Regions from separate parts of the Mus musculus genome. Here all the other regions are linked to region 1. The links are chromatin contacts, called in public Hi-C maps. All regions are on one chromosome and are shown on one strand. The core of a region is the stretch at or near the end of the contact, and the rest is flanking DNA. Distances in the headings are between cores, read along the strand shown.

The links. Hi-C and Micro-C count contacts between places; a contact is called where the count stands out from the background.
Region 2: a Hi-C map of the N1E-115 cell line shows a contact between it and region 1, with 4 times the contacts expected there. The contact joins two enhancer-like sites. A contact is called at or near these places in 1 of 15 datasets of contacts at CTCF or cohesin (pro-B cells) and 1 of 484 Hi-C or Micro-C datasets (the N1E-115 cell line).
Region 3: a contact with region 1 is called in a Hi-C map of the N1E-115 cell line, with 8 times the contacts expected there. The contact joins two enhancer-like sites.
Region 4: a contact with region 1 is called in a Hi-C map of the N1E-115 cell line, with 5 times the contacts expected there. The contact joins two enhancer-like sites. A contact is called at or near these places in 2 of 484 Hi-C or Micro-C datasets (the N1E-115 cell line and adipose-derived mesenchymal stem cells).
Region 5: a Hi-C map of the N1E-115 cell line shows a contact between it and region 1, with 15 times the contacts expected there. The contact joins two enhancer-like sites. A contact is called at or near these places in 1 of 484 Hi-C or Micro-C datasets (the N1E-115 cell line) and 1 of 115 datasets of contacts at active chromatin or transcription factors (pancreatic cancer cells).
Region 6: a Hi-C map of the N1E-115 cell line shows a contact between it and region 1, with 3 times the contacts expected there. The contact joins two enhancer-like sites.

The regions. Positions count from the first base shown.
Region 1 is chr15:63,399,491-63,402,369 of GRCm38.p6, reverse strand. No RefSeq gene overlaps it. Among named protein-coding and RNA genes, the nearest start is that of Gm41335, 44 kb to the right of the region's middle. Within about 2 kb of position 1,474, at least 29 of the 459 cell types and tissues checked have an H3K27ac peak or open chromatin away from gene starts, as enhancers often do. A contact at or near this core is called in the N1E-115 cell line, where this site is marked.
Region 2 is chr15:62,801,354-62,804,499 of GRCm38.p6, reverse strand. No RefSeq gene overlaps it. Among named protein-coding and RNA genes, the nearest start is that of Gm22521, 9.7 kb to the right of the region's middle. Within about 2 kb of position 1,534, at least 12 of the 459 cell types and tissues checked have an H3K27ac peak or open chromatin away from gene starts, as enhancers often do. A contact at or near this core is called in the N1E-115 cell line, where this site is marked.
Region 3 is chr15:62,464,151-62,467,080 of GRCm38.p6, reverse strand. No RefSeq gene overlaps it. Among named protein-coding and RNA genes, the nearest start is that of Gm41333, 200 kb to the left of the region's middle. Within about 2 kb of position 1,425, at least 25 of the 459 cell types and tissues checked have an H3K27ac peak or open chromatin away from gene starts, as enhancers often do. A contact at or near this core is called in the N1E-115 cell line, where this site is marked.
Region 4 is chr15:62,568,033-62,571,181 of GRCm38.p6, reverse strand. No RefSeq gene overlaps it. Among named protein-coding and RNA genes, the nearest start is that of Gm41333, 100 kb to the left of the region's middle. Within about 2 kb of position 1,656, at least 71 of the 459 cell types and tissues checked have an H3K27ac peak or open chromatin away from gene starts, as enhancers often do. A contact at or near this core is called in the N1E-115 cell line, where this site is marked.
Region 5 is chr15:62,399,583-62,402,408 of GRCm38.p6, reverse strand. No RefSeq gene overlaps it. Among named protein-coding and RNA genes, the nearest start is that of Gm41333, 270 kb to the left of the region's middle. Within about 2 kb of position 1,263, at least 23 of the 459 cell types and tissues checked have an H3K27ac peak or open chromatin away from gene starts, as enhancers often do. A contact at or near this core is called in the N1E-115 cell line, where this site is marked.
Region 6 is chr15:62,627,834-62,630,615 of GRCm38.p6, reverse strand. No RefSeq gene overlaps it. Among named protein-coding and RNA genes, the nearest start is that of Gm41333, 40 kb to the left of the region's middle. Within about 2 kb of position 1,350, at least 10 of the 459 cell types and tissues checked have an H3K27ac peak or open chromatin away from gene starts, as enhancers often do. A contact at or near this core is called in the N1E-115 cell line, where this site is marked.

The DNA.
Region 1 (2,879 bases), core at 225-2,724:
GTGTGTACACGCATTCGCATAAATGCACATATGTGCACACATGCCAATATTTGACATAGGATGTAAGTGAGTCCTTAGGCTTAGCTAGATAGCTCAGTCTTGTTCAGAGGCAAGAGAACTTAATGAAATTTCTGTCATTTGCAGCTCTCAAGATATTCATAGCTTTCTATTGATATATGACAAAATTTGCGGCTTAAAACAATACCTAATAATTAATTCTCACGTTTCAGCTCAGAAGTGTACTGTGTCATACATGTCTCAGTTTGCACAGAGCACCACGGTTTTGACATTGAGATGCATTCAAAAGATCCTGTCCCAAACCCATTCTGTTGGAAACATTTCATTTCATTGTAAGATCTAGTCATTATAGGACTGCTAACTAGCTCTTGTTTTCCTGCAGGTCTTCAGCTTCTGTGGACTTCTTTGTTCCTTGTTCTGTATCTATTTTCAGTTCCGAACAAGCATCAGTATGTCAGAACATGTTTTCACTCTCTGACTTTCTTTTCAGATGTCAGCTCCAGGAAACTCTGTGCTTACACAAGGTACAATTGTTTATATTGGGGTCATCTTCCCAGTATCCATGGAAATCGCTCATCAGTGGTACTTGTGTTAGTATTTGACTGCATCAGTGATAAGAAACGTTGCACAGAGGCTAGGAGTCATAGAGATATTTTAAAATCTGCCTGCTGTATTGGCACCTTACAGAAAAATGAAAACAAGTCAAAACAAATGATCAGATAAGTTACCAATTTTGGTGATAGGAGCTGGGTGGTAGGTAGGACATGTACTTTCTTTTATCATCACTGGACGGTCTGTGTTGCCAAACTTGCTATATAGTAGATTAATTAATATAAATGTGAGACAACTATTTGGTTTTTGCTTCAGAACTCATGACTCTTGATCACACAGCCTCCTATAGTGGTGGTTCTCAACCTGTGGTCGTGACCCTCACAGGGCAGATATCTTGAATGTTACATATTTTCATTATGATTCATAGCAAACTTATAGTTATGAAGTAGCAATAAAATAATTTTATAGTTGGGGATCATGAGAACACTGTAAGGAGCTGCATTAAAAGGTTGCAGCATTAGAAAGGTTGAGAATCACTGCTTCAGAGTCTTGGTCACAGTCCTTGATTCATGGCTGCCATTTTCTTCATTGATTTCCAGTTTTGTTATCATGATTAAAATAATAATTATCATTCATTGAACTTTTTCTGTAGCATGTCATAGGTATCTTAGGCTGCTTATTCTTTTAACAACTGTGATCTAATTATTAGTATGTCTAATACATCACTATGCTCATAACCATTTGGGATATGAGTATCCAATACTCTGCTTGTCTGATTCGTAAAGTTTAGTGTTAATATTATATCTGTGTCTTTGGGGAATGTGATAAACCAGGTATAGTCAGAGGGTTGTCTTGGGATGCTTAGAGTTAGTACTCACATCTCTCACTTCCGGCCTTCTCTTTCTAGCATCAGGCAGTGACTAACACCATGCCCTCCCTCCCTTATGAGAAACAGTCCTGGGGGTGAACAACACATTCCATGTCTATTTCCTCCGGCATTAGGAACTAATTGTGAACTAAGTGACCAAACCATCCTAATAGAATTGGCTTCTAAACAGCAAATTGTAAACTTGCATGAATCGGGATCATGTGTCCTCTAAGCCCCTTCCCTTTCTCTTTTAATTGAGTTTCACTCCAGCATTATCTGTTGAAGGGAACAATGGGATGCCCTGTTTTGAGAGTGAGTCAGGCCCAGCTGCTATGAAAATAATATGTTTGAGAAAATGGACTTGACATTTGATGGCCTTATGACTCTTCTGACAGGATATAATCAACTCATTAGGGAGAAACAGAAGCCCTTGTTGTACAACCACGTTATTCTGAGCATGACAGAACTCCTAAGCTGGTGGGTGAGTGTTCAAGGCACATTGGGACTTCGTCTTCTGTGGCCAGCAAGCAGTGTGGCTGCTTTTACTGTCTCTTTCTCTGGCCACTGCCCTCCAGCTGATGAAAGGGAAATGTTACTTTCTAAAGCCCACAGTTCCTTTGTTTGTTTTCTGCTGTTTCACCCCAGAAGACTGAATTTATGAAAAGAACTTGGTTTTTCAGGGATGCTCTCAGCCTTTCTTCCACTCAGACACAGCGGGGGCAGCTCTCCTGGGAGGGTGATTGGAAGCAGGAAGTAGCAGTTGGGATTCCTGATTCCAGTTCCCAGGCCCACCCCTAGTTTTCTGTGGGACTCTCAAGGGTTCATGGTAGACTCTTTGCTTAGTCTCCCACCATAAAACTTCAACCTCCACTGCTTGCTGATTTTGCCTGAGTTTTTGCCTCAGCAGGAATATGAAGGGAAGGAAAGTCAGATTTCCACATGGGAGTAATAGTCACTTTTAGGTATCACAAGCATCAGACAGATAATTCCTGGCATAGTCCTTGGCATGTCTCTTAGGCTTTTTACTAGATTTATTGCCTGGAAGTTGTGGTTCCTTTAAGTTCTCTATTTGATCATTAAATATGTACTAGACATTTTGTTTCTTAAAAATACTTTTAAGTGCAATCGTTTTAAATATCAAATCGAGTCATTACACCAATGATGATGTGTCTGTGTGTGTCAGGAATTCTGGTTTGCAACACTCATTCTTAAGAATGTTCTCAATTATTTCGATTCACTATATTGTAACTTCCACCAGAAAAAAAGACAGTGTCTCTTTCCCACCACGGAGCCTCAAGCATCTTTAACAGGGTCTTTCTCAGCCTTTCTTGCAGGTGTGAAAATGATTGAATGAAGTAATTGACTAATTTTATTTTATTTTTTAGAATTTATTTTATTACATGTGTGAGTGTTTTTTCCTCATGTATGTGTGCCATATGGA
Region 2 (3,146 bases), core at 285-2,784, 600 kb after region 1:
ATGGGATAGATGTTTCAAATAATAACTATTCTGAGAATATACTCGAAGAAGAGAAGCAGTTGAGACTCAGCCAAATCAAAAGATATGTGCAAAAATCAGTTTATCTAGAAACCAACAATGCTCCACACTTCTCATTTATAAAGCACTCCTAGACCTAATATGCATTGTACATCAGCCTAAAACAAACACTTTCTAAGGACCCTTGTCAGCTGGATGAACTACCATAGGAAAAAGAGTAAAGCACAGAAGACTCATCTATACTCCTACAGAGGGACATGAAAACACTCTGCCATTCGGTGGTATTTCTGTCTAGTAGTCTCAGTCTGGAAATCTGCTCTCTAAAGAAATTTCAAAAGTAGTTTCTCTTGAAAAGTAATTAGGGAGCCAGATTTTTTAATGCTTTCCATTTATTTGTAGAAAGAGAGTGTTTTTTTAGTTTACTTACTTATTATTATTTTTCAAACGTGCTCATTCCCAGTTTCCTCTCTGTAAACATCTCATTCCATCTTCACTTTCCTTTGCCTCTAATAGGGTACTCTCCCACCCACCTACCCAATCCTGCCTCACCTCTTTAGCACCCTCCTTCGATGGTACAACAGGCCTCCAGAAGACCAAGCATCTCTGCTCCTGTTGATGCCAGATAAGGCAATCCTCTCCTACATATGTAGTGGGAGCCATGGACTTACCCATGTATACTCTTTGCTTGGCTTGGTCCCTGGAGAGACCAGTTAGTTGATACTGTTTTTTTCCCCCTATAGGGTTGCAGTCCCCTTCAGCTCCTTCAGTCCTTCCATAACTTTATTTCTTATACAGTATGTCTGAAATATTTCTTCCATTTGAGGTATTGATTAACTACTTTTCAACATGAAAAAAAAAAACCTTAAATTCCTTAGATGTCAATCTTCTAAAGGTAACTTAAACATCACAGGCGGGGAGAGTTAGTATATTACTGAAGGCAATGCACTGAAGTTGGGGCTCAAGATACCCAACAGAAATGACTGTTCTGTTCCTAGCATCGCTTCGGTTCTATATTTTCGTCAGCTTCTGTACCAGTTTCCTATCAGATTCTTTTGTTTTTGATGAAAGCCAGCTTTGAAATTTTGCCATCCCAAATTACTTGGATACTTAACTGATTACTGAGAGGCAGTCAAATGGAAGTTGGTAATCTGTGCCAAATTACGAAGACAGTGATCAGAACTAGGGACACTCTCAGAACAAGGATGCTCCAAAGATCCAAAGAGCCGAGTTACCTTTTCTAGAGCTAAGGGTTTGGATTGATCATTTTCAAATGACTGAAGAAATGCTTTGTTTAAAAAGAAAAAAAAAAAACAGTAAATTGAGCATAAAGGTAGAATTTAGGTGTCCTTGTGAAACAAGAGAGACACCTGCTTTGGGAAAAACTGGAGAAAGAACCTCAAAGTCATAGGGAGGTTTAGAGCAAATGCTGTTTGGCATAGAATGGATGTGGTGAGTACCAACAGGCATGCTCCTACCTGTGGAATACAGACTGCTTGGCCACTTGGTGGAGGTGTTGGAGAAGGTATTATGTATCACCATAGAGTTGAGCTCTGTGACCTGACAGTGCCTTTGAACTCTGAAATATTATAAGCCTACAAATTTAAATCTAGTCTATTCTGGCTGAGGAGCTTTGCAGGGTAAGGTGGAACTTTCAGTAAAAGAAAAACAAAATCCAAAGAAATGGTCTTTAATACCAAAAGACTAGAATCACTGAATGTTGTAGCTAACACAGAACTTACCAGAGGTCTCCTCAACTGCCCCTCACTCTAAAAATGCTCATGCACAGGCCTTGAGAGTTTAAATGACCTAAGCAAACTGACATCATGTGGGAGTTCAGATTTCAAATGAGAGTTGAGATAAATATACATATGTTCCACAGAACTCTTCCAGGAAACTCTATTTTAAGAGAGCTGTAATAATCCACTCTTCCAATATTTTGTTTACATATAAAGCACACTTGGCTCTTTTTGTTCAATTTGTCAATGATTCATGATAATCAAAGGGTTGAAAAGCTCATTGGAAATTGTCTTTACGTCCAATGATACCTTTACGTTTCTGAGAAAAGTTTAGGAGCTTGTGCAAGCTTGTTTTTTCTCCTTCTGTAACAAGACAGTCTAAGAAAAACAAACTTAGTGGGTGGGTGAAAATATTTGTTTGATTTATACTTCCAGGGTATAGTCCATAATTGAGTAAAGTCAGGGTAGAAACTGAAGCCATAGAGGAGTACTACTTACTGGTTAAGTCTCTGGCTTCCTCATCTGCCTAAGGATAGTGCCATTCACTGTACTGGATTTTCTCATTCTGATTATTAACCAAGACAATCTGTCACAGATAAAACAACAGACTCACTCACCTGATGCAAGGAAATTCTTCAGTTTCAGCGTTTCAAGGTGAATTTAAGTGCTATTAATAAAAATAATAAACAATAAACTAAACAGGACAGGAGTGGATCAGTAAATTAGCAAGATTTTTAGAATGGCTCCAGACAATCATTCCTAAATTTGCCTGGAAAGACAATTTGTAGGGTCCTTAGGGGGGATTGAAATGAGCTTGAAGAATCTGATTACAGGTAACAGTCATCCTCTCTTGGCATACAGCCAACCTAAAAGCCTTTGAATAACTTCCCATACTCACAATGGGGTAGAGGATGGAGGCTGTACCAGCGATTTCTCATTGTGAGAGCTTTGAGAAAAGTTCCTACCACAAGCACCTTTGTGGATTTGTAAAACAGCCAAAAGCAATCCAAATAACCGTGATGGGATAATCCTGGAAATATCTTTAAAACACCAACTTTGAAATAAATTGAGAAGATTACACAGAGTCCTAAAAGTCTCCACACTAGAGGGAAATGGTCAGTCTGTTCTGGGTCCCCTAGTTCTAATGTGAGTTCACATCTATAGGCACTGAACTCCTGAATCCAATGCTACTTATACTAACTTACTCAGTGAAAGCAGATAGTTCATTAATAATCAGCATGTGTAGAAGCCTGTCACATGGCAATGACCAAGGCTTGTGTTTCTCATCGGGAGGAAGGACAGAGACAATCCCGGGTAAAACATAAGTGTATCTCTTTGAACTCTCTGATCAGAAGGAAATAACACATTTTCAAATTTATCTTTAAGGTTCTA
Region 3 (2,930 bases), core at 176-2,675, 940 kb after region 1:
CATGGAAGAAATGAACAGTTCTTTGCCTCAGCCTCCAGAGACCTTGAGCAATACTTCAGTTGCTTGGAAACCTAAGGACAAGCTTAGACTAGCCTGGTGAAGATCAGGATAAATCCCTGCTGAAGCTATCCAGTGCCCAGCATCCCTTAGTTCCACCAGCTGGCAACTGAAAAAAAAAAAAAAAAAAAAAAAAAAAGAACAGACAAGACCAGCCAAACCCAGCCCAGGATTATCAGAACTGTCCAGCTCCTCTGTCGACTCAAGAAAAATAATAATTACTTTTTAAGCACCAGTGTTGTTGTGGTTTGTTATGAAATAATAGTTAGCTGATAAGGTATGGCTAAAATTTCCCCAGGGAACTTCCAGGTTCTAGCTTCTCATGGCCGATGAATCGCGATCCTGTATTTCAAGGTGTTGTAGGCTAGATTGTAAAAAGAAAATGCACACCAACCCTGTGGTCATCCAACACAAGTACTTTAAAAAGACATTGAAGACCAAGATATATCCTTGCTGGTAGGGAAGACAGAAGTTGGTTCTTCATATTTCCGAAGGCCTTTTCCATTTACTCCCGCACTTCCCCTCTTGAAATAAGAAATGAAGATTCAGAAAGGGCAATTCATTTTCCAAGTGCTTACCTGGAACCAGAGCAGAAGAAGAGGTGTTTGGATTTTAAAGGAATCGGCAGCCTATCTAGCATCCGAACTCACAGTTCTAATCCCAGTCCTTTCTATATCCAGGACATCAACTTGAAATTGAAGGGAGGACCCATGTTCAAGGAAAGAAAAGGAAAAATTCCATCTTTGTATTTAAAGTCTTACTTTACACTGAACTCTGAACTCAGCTCTAAATTCCAGTGCTGAGTTCAGTGCATCCGTCACCTTAACAGAGTTGTAGAAGGCTTAGTGGTACAAGGATTACAGCGCCTTGTGCTCATGGGTTCCTTTCTGCGGCTCAGCTCTGTACACTGCTGTGTCACTGACCTACTCAGAAACTCAGGTTTCAGCATAACAGATAAAATAGTCTCCAACAATCCCACTTCTAAGAGCTTCCCAGCTCAAGGTCTGAGAAACAAGTCTCTGAATGTCCAGGTTGATTCCTTATCTTGGACCTTACTGGGATCAGATTTTATACAGATTTTTGAGCTAAAGACCATGTCCTTCAGAGTGGGCACTCAGATTGGCTTTCTTTCTATTGAACAAAATAGTCATCTTCACATAGTCAGCATAATTAACCAGTATGTTTGAATGAGGGAATGAGGGAGCCTTGGTTGACAATGATTCAACTCCATCTACTCTGCTAAGGGACAAGACAAACCAGTAACACACACACACACACACACACACACACACACACCAGCTCCACCCCCTACATTCCATAGGCTGACTGTCATCTAACCAATAACCCTTCCTGGGAAGCAAGACATGGCCTGCAATTCCAGAGGCATGTGTACCCTGAGCATATAATTAAATCAGAGGCAAGGAGAGCTGGTGAAGCAGGGAGACAGGCACAGACTCTTCAATCTAGGAATGTTCACAGACCCTGTCATTACATCCTCCGCATGCTAATCTATCCCACTGGGACTCTATAAACTCGGTGACTCTAACTGTCCTGGTTGAAAAGTGCATTCGTCCTCTTCTACACTGTGGCTTTGCTCCTCCTCCTCCTTTCACTAAAAAAAAAAAAAAAAAAAATCTTTTCAAATCTTCACCAAGTGGATGATGCAGAGCACTGGAGGCAGTGTGGATCTGGGTGAAATTTATAAGAAATTGCTATCCTGCCTTCTCACCATGTGATCTGTGACTGACTACTTAACCTCTCTGAGTCCAGGTACTTAGATCTGTCAATGTCAGTAATAAAATCTGCCTCCTGTGGTCACTGACAGGATTACATGTCATTAAGAGCATGGCACTGGGAATATGGCAAGGTTTGACAAATATTCGTTCTTATCCCCTTTATAGACATGAAATATTCTGATTTCATTTCTCAAAGTCCAAGACAGAAATCGCCTTTAGAAATGGTAGTCTTAAAGTTTAAGCATAATCAGATAGTTCCCGAATTCTCTGGGTCACTCACTTCTTGTTAATTCAATTACTTATCTACTGAGCTTCTAATATCTGCCAAGTCCCCTCCTACTGCTGAGACACAGCAAGGAGTAAGAGGAGGTCCTTTGGCATAAAGAGTCAGTCTAGGGCTCGATAGCATTATCTGATAAGCAAAGCATCTAACTGCAACTGTATTTTAGCTACAGAGCAAGCGTTGCCACTGTTCTTGAATTGTTATGAAAATTCTGGACATGTACATGACATCTCTTTAAATAAACTATCAAGTCTATTGAAAGACATTATATTACCTAATAAGTCCTAAAATACTCCCTTTTTTGTGTGTGATTAAGGAGAAATCACTGAAGGGTAGAAAAGAAAGTGGTCTTTCCATTTTCCCTGTATTTGGCAACCTTTCTTGGAACCCACACTTATGGGTGCTCATGTTCTAGTGCTCGTTCTTCTGCTGAGATAGACACAGCATCATGGGGGCTATTCAAGCAAACTATAGGTCTTTCTTCCCAACTAAGTTTGTGTTGTCTGCAAAGTAGACATTGTAGCACCTTCTCATATGAACCTGATTTTCCCATGATGCCTTCAAAAGCAAGGATGACTTTTTATTGATAATTAATGACTCTGCATTTGGAAACTTCTGACCCCATAGTACATGATCAATAAATGGTAACAACTTTTAAAAAGCACATGCCTCTTACTCCTCTCAAATCTGGGGTTGAATGAACTATTGTGGTGTGTGCTGAGCTCAGATGGTCTGGGTACATTAGCTTCTGATGCATCATGATGCCAACTGGAAACTGGGGCATCTAGGGCATCTCAGTTAGAATGACTAGGTGGGGAGGGGGTCTATATGTCTTTTCAATAATGATGGAATCC
Region 4 (3,149 bases), core at 407-2,906, 830 kb after region 1:
ATAGTGAGTATTTGGTTGTCTCCTGAGAGGCTTGACCCAGCAGCTAATGGAAACAGACCCAGAGCCAAACATCAGGTGGAGCACAAGGTGTCTTGTGGAAAAGGGGAGATAGAATTGAACAAGCCAGAGTGGTCAAGGACACCACAGAAGATCTATATACTCAATTAAACTGAGCCAATGGCGGCTCACAGAGACTGAACCACTAACCAGGGAACATGCAGGGACTGAACATAGGCCCCCTATGCGTTTGTAGCAGATGTGTAACTTGGTCTTCATGTGGTCCCCCAACAATTGAAACAGAAGCTATCTCTGACTTTGTTGCCTGCCACTGTATCCCACTCCCCTAAATGGTCTGCCTGACTGGGCTTCAGTGAGAGAGAATATGCTTAGTTCCTCATGGGACTGGATGTCCCAGGGCAGGGAAGTACCCAAAGGTGGCTTCCCCTTCTCTAAGAAGAAGGGGGGGGGGGGGGTAAAGAGGAGAGAAATTTCTAAGAGCAGGACTGGGAGGAAACAGGGGACAGGCTAGGATTGGGATGTACAGTGAACAGATAAATTAATGGGAAAAAAACAGAACTGAAGCACTTCATTGTGGATCCAAAGGAAAGAAGGGTCAGTTGTAGTTAGAGGAGTGGGCCTGATGGGTGTTCCAAGAAGGTTCCTTATATAAGATGAGCATACAGAAGTTTGCCAGAGAAAATATAGCAGAGAGGACATTTCAGGCAGGGATAAACCTTGTGTGACAGGACTGAAAGATTCCAAGCAGCACAGAGTCCTGATGCTAATTACACTCAAAGAGGATGCATCGCAAAGAAAAGACAGGACTAGGGAAGCTCAGGACAGAAAATAATGAGTTGATTTGAACTCTTATTCGTTTATCAACATTGAGCTGTGTGGTTGGGACAGGAGCAAAACTGATTTGGGGGACAGGAAAAGCAATTGAAAAGTGTGTGTGGGGGAGCAGTTTAATAATTCAGTAAATATAGATTAGCTCATTTGCTGCAGATCCTCCACCAAGCTAAAGTGCAAAATAAGCCTGGTCCCACATGCTTAGATCCCCTTCCTCAAGGAGGGATGACTGAGAGTAAACAAGCATAGTAATAAACATAATTTAAATGAAGGGGTTTAGGGAGGAGGTGTTGCTGGCCTTTAAAACCATTCGGTGCAAGAGCTAAGCGTATCTGCAGTAAGTCAGAAGTGAGATACATTGTTTTCTCATAGATAATTGAGTGTCCAAAGAATCTAGTGATTCAGACAGTATCGGTCACAATTTACTGGGGCAGGCAGGAAGGAGAAGGGTAGAGAGCCAACACTTTTGCTTCATGTGAAATCACCCAGTGAAGAAGAGCGTCAGGATGAAAGGCAGAACGAACGGGAGATTCCCAAAAGATGTCTTTGCTCACTCGTCATGCCAGCTACTTGCCCTTTACCTGGAAGACTCGGGTTTCATCAAAGAGTGTTTTAGCCTTTCATCCCCTTCTCTCCCAGGCTAAACTGGTTTGTTGAACTTTATTGGCCTGAGCTGTGCAGCGGGGTGACATTACAGCAGGGATGGAAACTTGCTCTTCCTTGCATCAGAAAAGCACAGCACATCTTGGCAATGAGCTGTCTGTGTGGACGGTGACTCAGCTCCAGCATCTCTCAGTGATGCTTTAAAACAGGGGCAGGGTAGCTTTAACAAGGTCTCAAGCCAGTCACCCTTCAGCAAGCTACTGAGCACAAGGAAGCAGTTGAGCTGACAATGCTGGCTCTCTCCGAAGTGAAAGAGCACAGCCCATCCATGGAGTGAAAAAGCAGGACCTGCAGGTCCGGGCAACACTTGATATGCTGGTCAAGAGCAGTGTGAGCAGCATTTGTGCCTCTCACCTGGACAGTGGCCCTGAGAGCAGGCATGTGACTGGCTGACTCACTCTACCCCAGCACAAACCAACCAGGAGGCAATGCTTGTGAGCTGAGAAGACAGAGGGTTTGTGAACTGCAATGAGTTTTACCATTGCCTCCTGTGGAAACAAATGGGCTTGAGAGCCAACTGATTAACTCAATAGTTCAGTCCAGTTCCTCAGCAGCCACATAGACAGAACCTATCTGCATCTATGTTCAGAAAATCAAGGCAGGGGTAAGAAGATAGTCTTGCTTGTCAGAGGTCCTTTTCTATGAACCTAGTATGTGGCTGATGTCATCTGGTATATTGCTCGTGACTTACACGTGATTGTGACATCTCACCCATAAGGTGTTTGTATGAATCATGAAATAATAGGTGGAGAGCTCAGCACTACAGACCTGTTATTGTTATAATTGTTATTACTGTAAGTTTTATCTCCTATTACATAGGTCAAAGCCTGTAGGTAGGGAACGTTTGGCAGGGCTGTAACCTAGCTCTGTCCAGTCCCCCAGTTCTTGGCCTCAATCAAGTGAAAACACTGCTTTCTTGTCTCTCCCCTTTTCTCCAGAGGTTGGATGAAATCTCTGGAGAAATGAATACAAAAGGAAAAAAAAAACAATAATTTAGTCCAGTGATTCTTAAAATGTTAATGAATTAAAATAATGCATCCATAAGAAAATATTTTATAAATACTCAAGAAATATTTATATAGCCTTCATCTTACTTTTATGGGAACTTATTTTAAAAACAGACGTACCTTTTTTTTCCTGCTCAATTTGGAATATCCCAAATACATGCAGAACTCACTGCCATGCCAGTGCAGGTAACAAGCATCAATAACACACTAAGTTCTGTTGATGTATGCTAGGTTTCAGATACAACCGCCAGCCTCTTGCATGCACTGTCTCTTTAGCACTTAGAATAATTCCTTGTGACAGGAATTATTAATCCAGTTGTACAGAGATACAGGAGCTCAGCCACATCTGGTAATTTGGCCAAAATTACATAACTGAAAAGAAGAATAGAGCTAAGAAGCAAGCTCAGGGCTGAGTGAGACACATACCTCCTCGACCACTCGAGCTGGTTCCTGGATGGTTGCTCTTGAACTCTCTGCATTCAAATATGAAGCAAGCTAGTCTGACTAGATGCGTTTAGTAGGAACAGGAGTCCCACCCGCCAGCGTTAGCAAGTAGATGTTTCCAGCTGCAATCAGAGAAACTCCATTTGATCCTTGAAATGATATTTTGTATAGGTTCCTATTCTACCA
Region 5 (2,826 bases), core at 14-2,513, 1.0 Mb after region 1:
TTCACTAGTAAAGGATAAAGCACTCATGTGCCTCGTTAACAGCTTCAGACCGGTCAGTTCACGTGCGTTATGACTCAGCATCTGAACCTGACCCTCATAGTCAATGGTCTATTAAACTTTCCTGAGTCCCTGCTAAGTGCCAAACTTCCTATGAGACATAGACATCCACATGTGCACATGTGTGTCTTGCAAATAGCCTATTCGTAAACTCTGGAAAGATAAGCTCTCCATTTTCAAGGAAGGAAGCCAAGGCTTGATATCTCCCAAACTGGCTTAGCTACTAAAGGAGGGAGTTACCAATTGAAACTCTACTATTCTTTCTCCCTCTTTCAGAACCAAGTTACACTGCCACATCAAGTCACCATCATGAAAGCACCCAAGAAAAAGTCCCCAGTAGAGTTCAGGGACCAATGATGTCCTCAGTACTGACAACACAGCCAGGAGAAACTATATGCTTCTCACATTCTGGTTTAGATTTATCTAAGTATCTAACTACATAGTGGATGATTTATTTCAGAATTTCACAGTGTCTAGTTTGTTTTTCATAAAGCCACTTGGAAAATGGCTTACTTTAAAAATATTATTTTTGTCAAGAAAAAAAAATATTTGCTTCCTGCTTACCCACTATTTGGGGTGTTATGCTCAGGTCTCTTGGCAGAAAGAATACTCCAGCATGATCCTTGCCCTTGAAAAGCTGACACTCAGGCCAGGCGGTGGTGGTGCATGTCTTTAATCCCAGCACTTCGGAGGCAGAGGCAGGCAGATATCTGAGTTTGAGGTCAGCTTGGTCTACAAAGTGAGTTCTAGGACAGACAGGACTGTACAGAGGAACCCTGTCTCAAACAAAACAAAACAAAACAAAACAAAACAAAACAAAACAAAAAAACACAAAAGAAAAAAGAAAAAAAGAAAAGAAAAGAAAACCTGACACTCTATTGGATAGAGCAGGGCACAGGGCAAAAGATTACACAATCACAGGTCAGAGGACTGCCACAAAGGAGAAGTCCAGAATGAAATATGTGGGCGTATCAGGGTATATCTCAAGGTCGGGGGTCAAGGAGCCCATTACTGATAAAAAGATACTTAAGAGCAAGCATAAGGATGAGGAAAAGGAAGCATAAGGATTAGCAACTGAAGGGGTGGGTATTCATTCCCAAGGGATGAAACAGCACTTGTGACTTCCCCAAGATAGGAAGAAACGCCACAGCATTTGAGGAACAGAAAGAAGGCTAGTATGGCTGAAGCATAGTGAAATGGAAAGGAAATGAGAGGCAGGGCAACGGGAGGATGGCATGGTGTTAAAAAGGAGGAGCCTGGGTTGGCTCAACACTCTCCTGTCCAAATACAGCCCAAGGCTCACTCTGGCATCTGATATGTACCAAAGCTAACTTGGAACCAGTAAAAGTTTACTTAATTGAATTGTCTCAGTTGTCTTCTGATAACTTCTTTCTCTTCCCCAAAATCATCTTATTTTCTAAGGAGCAGAGAAGTGGAGAGTGGGAATCTATCTCCTTCCAAACTGGATGGATTGCTTAGACCTCTGTGTATTTGTGCCTAGAAGAAAATATACTGACCAAAAAAAAAAAAAAGAAAACCAACTAACTTCATTCTCTCTCTCTCTCTCTCTCTCTCTCTCTCTCTCTCTCTCTCTCTCTCTCTCTCTCTCTCTCTCGGAGAATACAAGTTAAGAAGTCTCATTTATGGATGAGACGTAATGGGTCTGGACCTAACATTTATCAGCTATGCTTCACCGTCTTTCCTCTCTGAAACAAGAAGGGTACATCAATCATGCACAGGTAGCTGATTGCTGTAACAAACATCATAAAAGCAAATCACTTGCTACTATAATGTCTGAAGTTTCTATTCCTAAATTGGTGGCTAGCTTTTGTCCACACAGTGAATAGGGAATTTCCTTTCCTCCCAAGTCTATGCTCATCAGACTGGCAGAACAACACAAATGCCAGCCCAGGCTACTATACCCAGCAAAATTCTCGATTACCATAGATGGAGAAACCAAAGTATTCCATGACAAAACCAAACTCACACAATGTCTTTCGACAAATCCAGCCTTTCAAAGGCAGATCACATAAAAGCAAACAGAAGTATGTATAGCCTGGGTTTGAAAGTGAAAATAGCTTTTCCCTTAGAGTTGATTCCACAATCACACCTAAGTACAAGGATGTCTATAGAGTGCCTGTGAAGAAGAAGGAGGAGGAGGAGGAGGAGGAGGAGGAGGAGGAGGAGGAGGAGGAGGAGGAGGAGGAGGAAGAAGAAGAAGAAGAAGAAGAAGAAGAAGAAGAAGAAGAAGAAGAAGAAGAAGAAGAAGAAGAAGAAGAAGAAGAAGAAGAAGAAGAAACAACCATAAGTGGCTAATCAGCCATCTTGAATACTACACAAAAATAATAGAAAGACATTGCCAGTAAATCAGCTTGCTTTCCCTTTACAAAACCTTATCCTCTCAGTACAGGAATGGCAATGGCAATGGATAAGACAGCATCTTCCAGCCCATCTAGAAATTCCTGCAAGCATTATAGGACGCTTGCTCCTCTACCAACAGTCACCTAATCATTCAGTCTGTTTATCTTCCTTCCTGAAAGTATCTAAAAATCCTTCCATTATTATGGTTATTGTCACTGTCATCTATTTTCTCTCATCTGAGCCACTCAAGTGTGTTTACATTGCCTACAACCACAGTGGCTCCCTTCCATCAGTCTTCACCTCCTTCCTCACCTCCACCTCCAGACTACCCTCCCTAGAGCTTCCATTGGTTGGCTCTTCCCAACAGATGCCCAATTCAGTGGGCACTGGACTACTTCAAATTCAATT
Region 6 (2,782 bases), core at 101-2,600, 770 kb after region 1:
TCATTTGTGGCAGCAATGCAACCTTACAAAAGGCAAGAAGCAGAGGAGTAGACAGAAAGGGTCCAGGAACAAGATACCCCCAAGGTCTCATTCTAAGTGACCTTGCCCTAGCTATACCTCACCTCCTAAGTCTCTACCACTTCCCACAGTAACTCCATCAGCCAAGGATCTAGGATTCAACACATGAGCCTATGGAGAACACTCATACTCAAACCACATAGGCAATGGTCTATCTACTTTACATGAAAGATATTAATCTACTTATACCATTTGAAAATGATGAAATTTGAGGAAGAATCTCAGGCTTGCCTGGCTTTGAAAGTGAACTTTCCTGTTTCATTGTTGTGTAGCCTTGGACAAGATTCAGGGAATTTACATAGTTGAATCAGATCAGAACCCTGAGTTACAACTCCAGCTTCTCTCCTACTCCTGGCTGTGCCATATTGGCCTCATAAATTTCTTCAAACATGGAAAGCAAGTTCTTTCTCCTTGATTTCATTTGCCTTGCCTTTGCCCTTTAGATTTTTATCCTTTATTTACCTGATCACGTTCTCTTTTGCTGGTCAACTCTCTGCTCCACTGATGCCCACCACAGAGGTCTATCTTTAAGCTTCTTATCTTGCTTATTTAATTCATATGCTTATTTTTTCTCCTGCAAATAAATCAACAGATCCATGAAAGAGATTTCCCTCTCATTGCATTGTATCTGCAAAAGGTTAGCTAGAACAATGTCTGAAATATAGGCAATTATAAATACACTTTTACTAAATAAGAGAAATATCCATATGTACTTAAGATGGGGCCCAAAGAAACTAGTCTGCACAAATACAGAAATTAATATTAAGAGGGAAAGAAATTAAATATGTAAAACCTAGCTCTAAATTAAAACTTAGTAAAGGTGACATGGAGGCACATTTACAGGTACTATAGACAAAACAAGAGACACTTGTGCTTGGTGGTACACATCTATAATTCCAGCAGTTAGTAGGTGATAGAGGCAGGAGAATCAAGGGTAAATGATCATCATCAGGCTACAGTTTAAGGAATGGGTAGATCCTGGGCCTCTTGAAGCCCTATGTTTAAAAGAAACTATAGTAAGGGATGTGTAAGAATCAGGAGGCAGAATGGACAACTTGGCTGTGTTTTTCCACAGAGACTATCCCAGGGGGTTTCGTAAACCTCTAGCATAAAGATAACTTTACCACACATGACAGAAACTGAGCAGCATTTTAGATGGAAGGCAAGGGGCTCCATGGAAGATGGGGATCCTAGCAGGAAGAGGATGCTTCAAGACCATTAACAGAGTGTGATGTGATAAATGCATCCCTGACTTTTCTCAAGAACTGAACTCCATGACTCAGCCCTGTAGCATTTCTTTTATTTGGTAAGAAACAAACTTCTCTCTGGAAGATCTCAGTAGAATGGCCAATAAAAATAACAGGAAGCATTCTGTTCCATAACTGAATCTTCATGTGTCATAAGGACATTTGTCACTCCTGCACACAGCTCACTGCTGCTAACTCCAGATGTCCAGGAAGTCCAGTCAATCTTATGGAGAATTAAGCAGTGATAAGTTCCTACAGTTGTCTTTGTCTAGACTTCAATATTGATCATGGAGCAGACAAATTGGAGGAACGAGGTAGAGAGGCCTTCTCATGTCTTACATGTTAAGTGCAAATACTCAGCAGAAAGTGACCTTTAATGAATGCAAATCTACTTTATAAGGTATCACATCTGTGACTCTTCAAAGTGTGTGCTAATGGGCAGCTAGATGTCCCTTTCTCTGTTTCCTCTGATTCACTTAGGGAAACTCCTGTGAGCCCACTAAGTGGTTTTATACGTTTCTCATTGATATTTACTTGACAAGTGCTTGTCAGGGTCAGCCATTTGTCTTGGTGTTATAAGAGTGTAAAGGGTTAAAGCAGCAAACGTGGCTCATGATAAACAAGAACAACAAAAATCTTCATATTCCTGACAGCTGTGACTGTCAAGCCCAACACACTAGAGGAAATTAAGTTAAGAGGAAATTAAGAGGAGTCACTATGGTAGGGTAACTAAAGTATCACCATGTACCCAGTGCCCACTTATGCCTGTATATTTGAATTCCCTCTGACTAAATCTTATTACCTGTATGATAAAATTAATACTTTGCCTATTTTATAAAAGCTATATAGACATTGACCGTATGTTGGCATTTAACAACAAATATATATTTATTAAGAACTATTTACCAAATATCTAATTCAATGTAAAGCTTTTGAGACTAACAAAGGCCACAAGAAAGAATGTGGCAAGAGTTATGTTCTCAGATTTTTACAGTCATTCCCCATTTTTAAGAACAAGGGATTCTTATTTGGTTAAAATGTCTGGACTTGTAAGACCTTAGAGATCTTAAGTCTAATTGCCCAGAGAAAAACATTATCATTTCTTCAGCAAATACATAACTGATTATTCAGTCTTTCTTCTCAAATAAGTTTTTGAGTTTTCTTGACATTCAGAGATGTTAGTTCATAAGACTTTGAAGCATCCATGGGGGATTGTTTCTAGAATACTCTATAGGTTCCCAGGCCATACATTCAAATCTCCTACACACACACACACACACACACACACACACACACACACACACACACACTATGAACATCTACATATACTCTTCATATTCTCTTTCAAACTTAAAATATCTCTAGATTATATATAATACTAATGTAACAAAAATGATATACAAATATTTGTGACATTTCATTAAGAAATGTGAGACTCAAGTAGACCAATGGAACAG